Linked DNA regions of Zea mays: region 2 is linked to region 1. A link is a contact called in public Hi-C data. All regions are on one chromosome and are shown on one strand. The core of a region is the stretch at or near the end of the contact, and the rest is flanking DNA. Distances in the headings are between cores, read along the strand shown.

The links. A called contact is a pair of places that touch in the nucleus more often than the background predicts.
Region 2: a contact with region 1 is called in a Hi-C map of tassel, with 5 times the contacts expected there. The contact joins the promoter of LOC118476023 here to the promoter of LOC100191669 in region 1. A contact is called at or near these places in 6 of 25 Hi-C or Micro-C datasets (bundle sheath, ear, endosperm and 2 more).

Annotation. Positions count from the first base shown.
Region 1 is chr1:89,148,236-89,151,390 of Zm-B73-REFERENCE-NAM-5.0, forward strand. It overlaps LOC100191669 (pollen-specific kinase partner protein), which reads right to left and starts at 1,513. Exons shown (of 8, transcript NM_001137098.1): 1 at 1,357-1,513; 2 at 420-763; 3 at 192-308; 4 at 1-80. The coding sequence starts at 750.
Region 2 is chr1:89,479,069-89,482,223 of Zm-B73-REFERENCE-NAM-5.0, forward strand. It overlaps LOC118476023, which reads left to right and starts at 1,644. Exons shown (of 3, transcript XM_035964048.1): 1 at 1,644-2,049.

The DNA.
Region 1 (3,155 bases), core at 263-2,762:
GCAGTCCATCTCTCTTGTCCACATCGCCTTCTTCCCCGCCGGCAGCGGCTCCAACTTGTGGCAGCTCCCGAACACCGTCGCTGCGCCGACAAACCGATCGAACGGGGCCACGTTACACGAGATGCACATGCACCGACCGATGAAGATCACCCCATCCCAAACCTTCCCAGTCAGTCCGGTTGCTTACGTACCGTAGAGGTTGGTGATGGCGTTGGAGATGGCGACGGCGGTGCAGACGCCCTTGCCGCCGCCGGACATGTCCTCGCCCAGCAGGAGCTTAGAGAAGCGCTCCTTCACCAGCTCCATCTCTGCGCGCACATACCATACCAGGTCCGATCGAGTTGGGTGACGTTTAAACACGGTGATCGATCTGTACCGAGAACATTGAGTAGTGAGCTTCGTTACGTTACGTTACGTACCGTCCTCGGTGGAGCGGCGGTCGAGCACGTCGGCGCGGGGCTTGATGCTGAGCCGTCTGAGCGACGCGGCGGCGGACGGCGGGGACGACCGGCCGATGAGCTTGGCCACGGCGGCGGCGGGCTGGAACGGCCCGCTGTGGTCGACGTCGACGCTGCTGCACCGGTCCGAGAGGGACGTGGACGCGTCGGACGCGGTGCGGCTGATGAGGTTGTTGCCCGCCGTGTCGACGAGGCTCCGCGTGGACGGCGGCGACGAGCAGCACCCGCCGCGCTCCCCCGCCTCCGAGCTCCCGTCCGACGCCGAGACCGACGAGCTGCTGTCCCTGTCCATGGCGACGACGGCACTGCACACCAAACAACGGAACACGAGATGGCTTTATAACCAGCTGCTGCAACTGGAATGGACACGACAAGTCCATCGAAACGGGAGAAGGCGACGCACTAGGTAGGCCAGGGAAGGGATATATAATCCGTGTAGTAGCAGATGCGGTATTTTTTGAAAGCATTTGTGCTTGGGTGAGGATCGAGAAACTTGGCGAAACGCCCCTGTTGTGTGTTGTCTATGGCTATGGTGCTGCTGCACGAGCTCTGCTGCTTTTGAGGGGATCGGTGAGGCGACGACTCCATACTAAAAATCATGGCTACATCATGGCATGCTGATAAAGATGCAGAGCAGCTGAAAAAGGACGAGACGGAAGTTTTTTTTTTTGAAACGGCTAAAGATCCAGACGCCCTTCTCTTTTGAACCTTCTTTAGACGCAGAGCCAAAACGAATTCTATCCAGCCCTGCGACGGCGCATGTGATTTCCATCTCCAAATGCAAAGGCATGGAAAGAAACAAGCACGCCTTGGGTTACTCGGCTCGGCTTCTGCAAAGATGGAATGGAATGAAAGGTGCGCTGAAGATGGCAAGCAAAAGATTGGCCCCTTTTCTCACCTTTCCTACGCCAGTGACGAGCAGCTCAGCCCTTGCGAGTTGCCATGCATCGGCTGCACCGGAGCCCCGCTAGATCTCTCCAGAGCTTCGAGTCGAGTCGAGTCGCTGTCCCTCGAAATTCTCCTGCGTCGAACACAACGCTCTTCTTCCTCCCTGCTCTGATAACGCTCCTCTGGCTTTGGCAGCTCTGTGATCCTTGATTGATGAAAGAGAAGGGGGCGGTCGAGAGGTGTGATGATGCGTTACCTTGAACCAGGCTTGGTTTTTGTTGTTGTGTTAGTATTTAATTTTTTTTATATATATATATATATATATATATATATATATATATATATATATATATATATATATATATATATATTATCATGCGTGGAACGGAAGCGAGTGCCTATAAAAATCGCGGCGAGATTACGGTTGCTTCAGGAACGTGCATGAACGTACAGTTTGTGGTTCGAGCGGGTCAACCAGTTGCCATAGTGGATGGGGATCCAAAGATAATAATAACAACAACAACAACAACCAGTAGTAGTAGCAGCAGCAGGTTTGTCTCGCTGACAGCGGGCCATAAGAGTTCAGTAAAAAAAAAGTGAATGGAAACACAAAGGGGAAATGATTGGGGGACAAGCTTGGCGAGGTGACGTCGTGACGAGCAATCATGCATCATGCTTGGCCCGGTGAGCTGTGTGAGGACTGAGGAGTGGATTAGTTAGCCTGCCCAGGCAGGAGGTGACGGTGCGACGACGTACGGTACAGTAGGGGCCAGGGCAACGCCAACGAGAAATCGACCGTGCGAGGATCGGATGGCCTACAGTGCAGGCTGGCTGGCTGGATGGCCTACAGTACTCGGTAAGTACGGCGGGTCGGCCGCTGATTGCGCGTGATTTATGTATGTATGTGTACGAGTAGCTTTGCGTGCAGGATGCCCAAGACTCTCTTCGCTGCATCCAAATCCACCGAGGGAAATTTCCGACCCAAACTTATCGAACGCTCCAGGCCCGATCCAAACAGCGCACGGGCAGGTCTGGCCCTGGGACTGGGAGGAAGAAGCGCCCCGGACCCGGGCGGCGTGCGCGTGTCCGGTTCCCACGGTGCGCGCACGTACGGGTACGGCAGCCGCGTCGGGATCGCGGCGGCGTGCCCGCGCCGCGCTTCTGCCGCCGGACTCTGCCAAAGAAAAAACCCCATCGTTCCTGTCAGCTCTCCAGTGCAGGCGCCCGGCACCGCACCGCACCTCACACGACGCCGACGCCGACGCGACCGAGAGAGGCTGCTCTGGAGTGGAGTGGCGCCGATGGCTATCGGACAAGGCATGCCGGGAGCAGGCGCCCTGGTGCCAGGACATGAGCGCCACCTCTCCCAGACAGAGCACGCCTGAATAGAAAATTCGCGAATCATGCAGAGTCCGCCGCTCAGCGCTCTCAACTGAACTCACCTCCGAACGAAGAGGAGGAGTTTGGACGCCAGGGGCATGGGCATGGGCATGGCAGGGCCGTTGACCCAACACTGCAGCATTAAAGTAGTCTCGGGCCGCTGCGGCGTGTGGAGTCGTGGGCGCTGCGTGGCCGTCACGATGCCTACCGGTAACTTTCTTTTTTTTTATTCTACGTGGAAGCTTGGTTTTGTGCAGGGCAGGCACGTACCCACCATTAATGCACACCGAGGCAGAGGATGTCTTCTGCTAGTGCTAGGTTTGTCAACGGATAGTCCCCTCGTCGCCTTACGGCTCACAGCATGTACCGCCTCTGCTTTCCTCTCATACACACACTGCACGCCGTACTTGCTTGCTCCGATAGATGCAT
Region 2 (3,155 bases), core at 394-2,893, 330 kb after region 1:
CCAGGTTGTTGCTCAGGGAGGTCTCCAGCAACACACTCATGAACCTCGGACTGCTCGTTGTCTAAATAAAGCGAGCATGCATTCAATACATTTGGAAAGCACAAATGAACAGCACACCAAACATGTACAAACATTATAATACATCTTAAAAGGCACAATACTAAATAAAGAATAATTAGATCAAAGTATAGCATGAACTAATTTCATTTAGAAATAGATTATTCTTTAAGTGTTGTCCATATTTACATAACCTAGTTCAATTTATTTTATTGTGACCTAAAAGTTAGACCAGAGATGAATTCATGTAATATACATTATTAATCTCACAAGATTAAACATGCTTTTAATCTCTAGGGTTTTCCCCTTTTTATTTTTTTAAATAAACAAATCTATACATATACTAGTTCATAGTTAACCATAAAATTAGAATGTACATAATGTAAATGTAACTAATTTATTTAAACAGAGAATAATCCTATGAACATTTTACAATTTGAATCACTAAATTTGGAGTTCATATGTAAAAGATATGAAATAAACAAGTTTGAAAGTTTGAAATAAAAAATTAAACCATAATTTGTAATTATTTAAAAGGATAGGGTCTATTTGTAATAACTCAGGGGCCTGCGCATAAAGTATAAGGATGGCGGGTTCTATTCGCAGAAAACTGGTAGTATAAGTGCGTTTGGTTCGTGACCTCCACCAAAATGGCAGGGAATATGTTGAAAATGAAATTTGGCAGATAATGTCGGACGGTCCGCAGGTAAGCTTGGACGGTCCGGCTCTCAGACAGTTTGGCTTATTAGTCAGTACTGTTCAGGATTAGATTAGTTTGAGCGTGAGTCCTGATGTGTTGTGAGATCTTTCCTATTTCTTACGATATCTTATTGTACTTCGCTTAGAGTAAGGTACAAACCTCCTTCCCTATAAATATGAAGGGGTATGACTGATTGAGACGCGCACAATCCATAAACCAATCTATTTACATTATTTTATCTTCATGTCTTAGGTCTAGATGTAACATAGCGCTAGTTGTAATTTCCTAATCTCAGTCTTCACCTCTTTTGTGCTTTAGGTGGTTTGTCGATCCCTAAGCAACCCTACGGTCTCTTCTCTCCGATGGGGTCCCTCACAAAAGGCGAGATCTAGGTTTATCCGAGAGCTCTCTCTGTATCATGGACGGTCCGACGCTCTATCGCGGCCCATCCGGCATCCCGTAGAACTGACCCCAGGATTCTGCACGTCGCGTGAAGGTCCTAGGTTCGTTAGTATTTGGCCTAAAAAGATGCCAACATTAGTAAATTTTGAAAACCGCTGGAGACTAAGAGCATGTACAATGGTGTTTAATGTAGATGCCCTTAGGTGTTTAAAGGGGTATTCGCAAAAAACGTGGAGTCGTCTCTCCGCGAAAAGACGAATCTGGCTCGTAACCCAAGTAGCAACAGACGCCTCACTTCACACTGTACGAATTCGTCGTCTGTTCTATCAATATGATGTTGTATAAACTTATTTAATTATATATTTATTAATAGACTACATTTATAAACACTTCATTGTATAATAGAGTATCTTAGTTATATCTTGTTGTTAGAGAACCGTTTTGGTGTCTCTCGACTATACGTGACCTAATGTCCTTAATTAGCATGCAACTAGAGGAGACACCTTGAGCTCGAGATGCGCTAAAGTGCTGTTCCAAAGCACCTAAACTCGATACTTCCGGCAAATCTTGAACTCCAGTCCCTCGAGCTTATGCTATTTTGTACTCGGATCGAAAGACGCGGATTTGAGATTTCAGAGCACTCTCCAGACTTCAGGCCACAGACCACTAGCTTCCCTACTTCAGTCATTCAGCCGGACAGCCGCCAAGGGAGTAGAGTAGAGTAGAGTAGGTCAGCAAGCTCACCCACCCACTCGCCCCCAACTCTCTCAGGTCCCCACACCAATGCGTTTTGGTTTTGCGCCCGCGCGGGAGATAGGGAGCGAGGAGGCGCGAGGAATCCACTTCCTCCACAGCTCTGCTGCGTTGATCTGGTTCTCACCGTGACCGAGGTAATGGGATTTGCCGGTTCGTTTCTGGGGCCGGTACCGAGTTCATTCAGTTTCGAACTTCTGCCATTTTTGCTACTTCGCTACGCTAATGCTGAAGATCAATGGGTGGGGATTCGGGCGCTGGAGATAGGCCAAAGTTGGGTTTGAGGATGGCGGGGACAGATTTTCTTAGTGAAAAACAAACCCATTTCTTCAACAAATGCGCGGACGTCTATCGATGAGATACTTGGATTTCATGCAGGGGTGTGAGTTTCAGGAGGAGGGGTTGACTATTTGGTAGCCCGATTTATTCAAATGTGCAAATGTTTGGGGTTTTATGGGATTAACTGTGCGGTTTTGGTGAACTCTGAATCTCGTTTAAGGACACGAAACCGTATATACTGTGTTTATTGGGGGAAAATAATAGGGTCGTTTTGTTTTACCCAGAGCAAAATGTTGGTCGATGCATAATGTGTAGAGATGGCAATGGGTACCCGAAACCCGAAACCCGATGGGTTTTTACCCCATTAGGGTACGGGTTTGGGTCAATTTTCATACCCATGGGTTTGTTAATGGGCATAAATGTATACCCGACGGGTTCATGGGTACGGGTTTGTTCCTATAGTACCCAAACCCGTGAACCCGTGGGTTTTTTAAACCCGACCAAACCTAGTGCATATTGTCATTTTATTTTATAAACGAACAACAAACTTGTTATCTACCTATTTACTTCCTAATTTTTATCAAATAGTGAATGTATAAGTAGTTGGTGAGAGTGTTGCTTGCTTGCTATTATAGTTATTACTAGTGTTATATATGTGGTGGATGTATAACCTAGTGCAAGGTAACTTGATTATACAACTTATTATTTGTATTTAATTCTCTCTATTAATATTTTTATAACAAATCATGAACTCGTTGTTCATTACATAAATTTTGGACCATGATCTCATTAATCATTACGATACTTATTGATTATAAAAAGAATAAGCATATTGGAGATAAAACCCGCGGGTAACCCGTGGGTACCCGCGAACCCGATGGGTACGGGTTTGGGCAAAATTCCAAACCCGTCATGGGTACGGGTTTTTTAATGGGCGTAAATATTTTTCACGGGTACGGGTTTG